Regions from separate parts of the Rattus norvegicus genome. Here region 2 is linked to region 1. The links are chromatin contacts, called in public Hi-C maps. All regions are on one chromosome and are shown on one strand. The core of a region is the stretch at or near the end of the contact, and the rest is flanking DNA. Distances in the headings are between cores, read along the strand shown. Region 1 holds the start of Polr2k (RNA polymerase II, I and III subunit K). Region 2 holds the start of Ankrd46 (ankyrin repeat domain 46).

The links. Hi-C and Micro-C count contacts between places; a contact is called where the count stands out from the background.
Region 2: a contact with region 1 is called in a Hi-C map of kidney, with 8 times the contacts expected there. The contact joins the promoter of Ankrd46 here to the promoter of Polr2k in region 1. A contact is called at or near these places in 12 of 12 Hi-C or Micro-C datasets (the A7r5 cell line, the Rat2 cell line, Schwann cells and 7 more) and 1 of 1 datasets of contacts at active chromatin or transcription factors (oligodendrocytes).

Annotation. Positions count from the first base shown.
Region 1 is chr7:69,239,571-69,242,502 of GRCr8, reverse strand. Polr2k (RNA polymerase II, I and III subunit K) reads right to left here and starts at 1,270. Exons shown (of 4, transcript NM_001282325.1): 1 at 1,188-1,270; 2 at 414-483; 3 at 1-76. The coding sequence starts at 474.
Region 2 is chr7:69,551,957-69,555,016 of GRCr8, reverse strand. Ankrd46 (ankyrin repeat domain 46) reads left to right here and starts at 1,740. Exons shown (of 5, transcript NM_001013948.2): 1 at 1,740-1,812; 2 at 2,531-2,641.

The DNA of each region.
Region 1 (2,932 bases), core at 21-2,520:
TTGTACATTATTCTGTATCCACATTCTCTGCATCTGATTGGATCCCTGGATTTTATTTCATTTTCGGTGTGACACTCTGGGAAAGAAAGCACATTTATTCAAAGCCTGAAAGAGAAACACTCCAGGGAAGCAAACAGTAACAACATATTAAAAACAGGAGGAAACCAGGGCACCAAAACATCCAAGTACATTCTTATTACTGAACAGACCAAGGAGAAAGAAGAGCTGTAGGCAGTACACCTTTTCCAGATAAAAGGAAGAAATCTTAATAAGGTAGAGGGATTTTAAAATTAACAATCGCTAAAGTGCTCCACGTTATAATTTTAAAGATTTGTACTCATGTATGGAAGGATTCTTTTTAATGGGAGGGGGGGGCGTTCCTAAGTAAAGCATTATTTAAATGTTAATCTTACCTCCACAAATATATATCATTGGCTGCTGCTTTGGTGGTTGAACATCTTTCTGGGTGTCCATTGTTCGTGCCTGAAATGAGAGCCAAAGACTGAGTAACAGGGCCTTCGCACAAAACATGCCCCATTTGATTTATCTTTTTCTCAGAAGCTATACGAGGTTCTGATTTTCCGACCAAAGAGGAAAACCTCAGTAGAATGTTTGCCTAGTGTGCAGAAGCCCAAGAATCAATACCCAATATTACGGATGGGGAAATTAAAAAAAAAAAAAAAGTAATTATCTACTTCCCCTAAACAGTGATGTGGGCTGGGTCTGAAGGATACAGCACATTTTCAACAATAGTAAATACATTATGAATGTTTATTACTCTTCAGGATCCTAGAGGGTATTACACACGAAGAAACGGAGGCTAAGGACATGTTGGTTTGTCCAGTATCACTCCGCAAAGGAATTCCGATTTGAGCTGGGAGCAGTAGCTCCGTCAAAGCTTGTCTCAACATTAACTCCACCGGGGATCTTTATTTTCGCATTTGGTTCTTTAAGAAGGCTTTGAGAGTCTTCACTTTGTAATTCAGGTTAGCCGAGAACTCACTTTGTAGCCTTAGATTGAAAGTCAAGGTGCTTGTTGATGGCAGAATTCTCCTACCTCTGCTTCCCAAGCGCTCAGATGGCAGGCGTGTGCTACCGCTCTCGGTCGTCCAGGGATATTTTAAAGCCAGGTGTCTCTCCTAGTTTTGCCTCCAATTTACCTCCCAAATCACCCGCCGATCCCTTACCTCCGCAGCTCCGGAAAGCGTCCCTCCTCTGTGCACGCAAACGCTTTCTCCGGCTCTTAGAAGCAAGAGACACTACCGGCGCTGCTTCGCCAACTTCCGGCGCTGACTTATGACGCAAAAGCCCTGTCCCTTTCTGCCTGGCAGTACCGAAGAACTAGGGCGCTTGTTGGGGACTGGTTTATAGTGTTTCTCTCCTTAATTCCTGTAGGATTTTGTTTTGATTTGCCCCTCTCTCCAGGGTAGCAAAACATTCCCACAGCTCGGCGTTCGAGAGTCTGTGCTTGTGTAACGGCAGATAGAGCAGGAAGCCAAAACAGGTGCTGCTGGAATCTTAACCCAGCCATTGCTTGGGCGAACACCAGCAGGCCACCCTACCAACACTTCACTTCCCAATATCACGGTTTTCAAATTGTTCAATACCCATGCAGGTTTTTGTTTGTTTGTTGTTTTCAAATTCCAGTTTTCTTAGTTTCTTGTCACCTCTCTTCTATTTTATGTTGGGGAATGGAATGATAGGGGAAGCCCGAGGCTTGATAGTCTATGTAGCCCAGGCTGAGCTTGCTCTTAAACCGGCGCAGTTCTCTACCTTCGCCGCCTCAATGCTGAAATTAATTGCGCAAATCACAACGCCTGCCCATCTTCCTTTTTGAAGCCAAGGTTTTCACAACTAAGGTTTTCACAAGGACAACTCCATCAATTACTTCCACTAGTTGGTGGCTTTAGCTTTTCTCGTAGTATTCTCCCTCTTGTGTTTGATCAATTCAATAGAGTACAGGTGGTATGTGTTCTCACAGATCAAACTTTTAACTCAGTAAAAATCTGTTGGGTTCAGGACGTTTACACTCAATTATTTCACACCATTTATTTTAAAAATAGAGTGGACAAACTAATAGAAGAAAAACTAGGGAAGCATCTGGAACACATGGGCACTGGAAAAAATTTCCTGAACAAAACACCAATGGCTTATGCTCTAAGATCAAGAATCGACAAATGGGATCTCATAAAACTGCAAAGCTTCTGTAAGGCAAAGGACACTGTGGTTAGGACAAAACGGCAACCAACAGATTGGGAAAAGATCTTTACCAATCCTACAACAGATAGAGGCCTTATATCCAAAATATACAAAGAACTCAAGAAGTTAGACTGCAGGGAAACAAATAACCCTATTTAAAAATGGGGTTCAGAGCTAAACAAAGAATTCACAGCTGAGGAATGCCGAATGGTTGAGAAACACCTAAAGAAATGTTCAACATCTTTAGTCATAAGGGAAATGCAAATCAAAACAACCCTGAGATTTCACCTCACACCAGTGAGAATGGCTAAGATCAAAAACTCAGGTGACAGCAGATGCTGGCGAGGATGTGGAGAAAGAGGAACACTCCTCCATTGTTGGTGGGATTGCAGACTGGTAAAACCATTCTGGAAATCAGTCTGGAGGTTCCTCAGAAAATTGGACATTGAACTGCCTGAGGATCCAGCTATACCTCTCTTGGGCATATACCCAAAAGATGCCTCAACATATAAAAGAGACACGTGCTCCACTATGTTCATCGCAGCCTTATTTATAATAGCCAGAAAATGGAAAGAATCCAGATGCCCTTCAACAGAGGAATGGATACAGAAAATGTGGTACATCTACACAATGGAATATTACTCAGCTATCAAAAACAACGAGTTTATGAAATTCGTAGGCAAATGGTTGGAACTGGAAAATATCATCCTGAGTGAGCTAACCCAATCACAGA
Region 2 (3,060 bases), core at 491-2,990, 310 kb before region 1:
TGGAAGTGTGTTCACAGGAGTTTGGGGAGTTATTCAGCCCCTGCTGATGAAGATCGCTGCCTCTCTTTCTTCAGACTTCCTCAGGAACTCTTCCTGGGGAGTCAGCACCCGGTGGGGCTCAAGTAAGCAAGAGGACAATAGGAGACTCTTTACTTTGCATTTAGGAGGATATAATCTTGTGATTTATGGTCACTCCCACTCAGTATCAGGATATCACTGAGATGTAAAAGCAGCGTCTGTGAAGATGTTCAGTCCCCACCATGTCAAGTACCCAGACATGGGGACAAGGAGTCAGAGGGCACAGGCAACTCGAAGTCCATTTCCTTAGTCTCGTCAGAGGAGGGAAAAAAAGCTGTCTTCACAGTCCTTAAATTTTCCCTGTTGAACGAAGCCATAATTCACGAAAAAGAAAAGATAAATTAGAATACAGGCATTCAATACCCTCTCAAGTTGTTTGATATACCAACCAGGGAAAGATAAATTATATGAATAGAATTACCATTTAAATTACCCAGTGCCTTGACACAGTGGATGGGCATATATGGAGATATTGACTAATTGATTAATGTATCCCCAATTTACAGAATATTTATGATCAGTCACTGTTCAAGTAAATGTTAAATAGCCTAAGATGATTGGCGGCCCTGGGGATTGCTGAGCTCACCCCGCCCTGGTATCTTAGATTCAGTGTATGTACATGTGTGTGTGCGTGAGTGCCTCTGTGTGTGGCCTGTGTCTGTGTGCACATGAGCGCATGCATGCACGAACCCAAGTGTGCAAATACTTATGTGCACTTGTTCATGGAGACCAGAGGTCAGCCTCAGGTGACATACCATAAGAGCCAACCATCTTGGTTTTTTTGAGACAGGACTCTCATTGAGGCCCAGAACTCCATGAGTAGCACAGGCTGTGCTGGCTGGCCAGGGAGACCCCCTGAAATCAGATATCTCCCACGGGCCAGAACCGCACATAGCCAGCATGCTTGGCTTTTTATTCGGATTCTGGGGATTGACCTCAGGTCTTTAAGCTTGCAATGCAAGTCCTTTACCAACTGAGCTATCTCTCCAGCCTTTTTATAATTCTTAAGTGAAGGAAATGTGAGATTTCTTCAAGTCAGGCAATAATCCTAAACACCGATTTGACATTGCGGGGGCAGGGGGGGTGCACGACGGATTTAGACTTAATTCTTGAACAGATGACCTTCTACAGGGTCATCTGGTGGGGTAGATGGTACTAGAACTCAGAGAACAGTGTTTAAAAGAAGTCACCTTGGTTGTATGACTGGAGTTGAGAGAGAGAGAGAGAGAGAGAGAGAGAGAGAGAGAGAGAGAAGCTATGTGAAAGAATGTTCCAGTACATGGGTGTATCATCATTTTCAGGTTTGATTGTACACAAGTCACGATAAGTCAAGGACTTATAAATAAGGCGTAAGCATTCAATCTGAATAATAACTCGGTAGGATCGAATATTAAAGTAGACTTGTAAGCCATGATTTGCTAACAAGTGGATTCAGATCTTCCCTGTAGCCGGAAACAAATTAATGCGCGTGGCACTTAACATATTTGTTTCTGCCTTTTAAATTTCTACTTAGTGGAGTCAATGGGACATGTATTTAGAAAAAGAGGTGAAAGTGCACGATGCTGGTAAGAGGGCGAGCCGCCGCCATGTGAGCCTCCCGCCTGCAGGGGGCGCGCCGTCACGAGGTGCAAGGCCGCTCTGCCCCGCGTGAGCTCCACCTCTGTGGCCGCCAGCGCCCCGCCCTCAGTCACTGGAGAGGAGGAGCTGCTGCCTTCATTGCTCCTTCAGGATCAGGTACCTGGGCCGGGGCTGTGGGCAGCAGCTGGACTGGAGCGAGTGACACCTGCCCTAAGGGCCGTGGAGCCCGGTGCGGGTCCGAGCGGCTTAGCCGCGGGCGATGATGGCGGGAGGGCCTAGGTCAGGCCTGGGAGATTGCACGGAGGATGCCCACGGATATTTCGGAGTCTCCTGGCAGCCCACGCCCCAGCCCTATGGCGACGTCCTTCCCAGGCCGGGATGCAGAGCATAGTTAGGAATTGTCATGTCCTTAGCTGGTCACGAGGAGTCCGCAGCCCTGGCGAGCGTGGGCACTGTGGAGGTCCGTGTGATCTGCCCAGACTGTCACACTGCCCAGGGCATTCTCGGTGAGACAAGGTTTGCACATTTTGTGCTTAGGCCTCAGGCGATCATCAACTTTCATACTTTGACACGCGTCATTAAAAAGCAGTTGGTTTCTCTCCGGAGAAGAAAACATTTATTCTTAACAGCATTCCACAGAATCTCGAATTGGCTGAGGAATGTAGTAAGTGTGTACTATTGAAGAGTAAGGGACACTGCTCACTCTTCAGAATGTGGCATGGTACTTAGGCGCTTCCCAAGGGCGCTCTCAGTGGTATGGTGGTTTTTATGTTGCAGTAGCAACTGGCTGTCTTCATGTCGGATATTGTGCCCACTAATGTGCCCTTTTAAAGTCTTTGCAACAGCCCTCACAAGTACCATCTCTGATTTGCAGATAAACTGAGGCACAGAGTCTAAATTAACCTGTCCAAGGCCAGACAGTTGGCAGAGTAAGTGGAATCAGAGACACACAAGACTTCACGCCAGCACCCTTTACCTTCCAAAGGTAGTGTTTCTTTTTTCTTTCTTTATTTTTTTTTCTTTTCTTTTTTTTTTTTTTTTTTTTTTTTTTGGAGCTGGGGACCAAACCCAGAGCCTTGCGCTCGTTAGGCAAGCGCTCTACCGCTGAGCTAAATCCCCAACCCCAAAGGTAGTGTTTCTTAAGATTTCTGCTTATTCAATCAGAGCTTTCAGGGACTAAGCCACTACCTAAAGACTATACATGGACTGACCCTGGACTCTGACCCCATAGGTAGCAATGAATATCCTAGTAAGAGCACCAGTGGAAGGGGAAGCCCTGGGTCCTGCTAAGACTGAACCCCCAGTGAACTAGTCTATGGGGGGAGGGCGGCAATGGGGGGAGGGTTGGGAGGGGAACACCCATAAGGAAGGGGAGGGGGGAGGGGGATGTTTGCCCGGAAACCG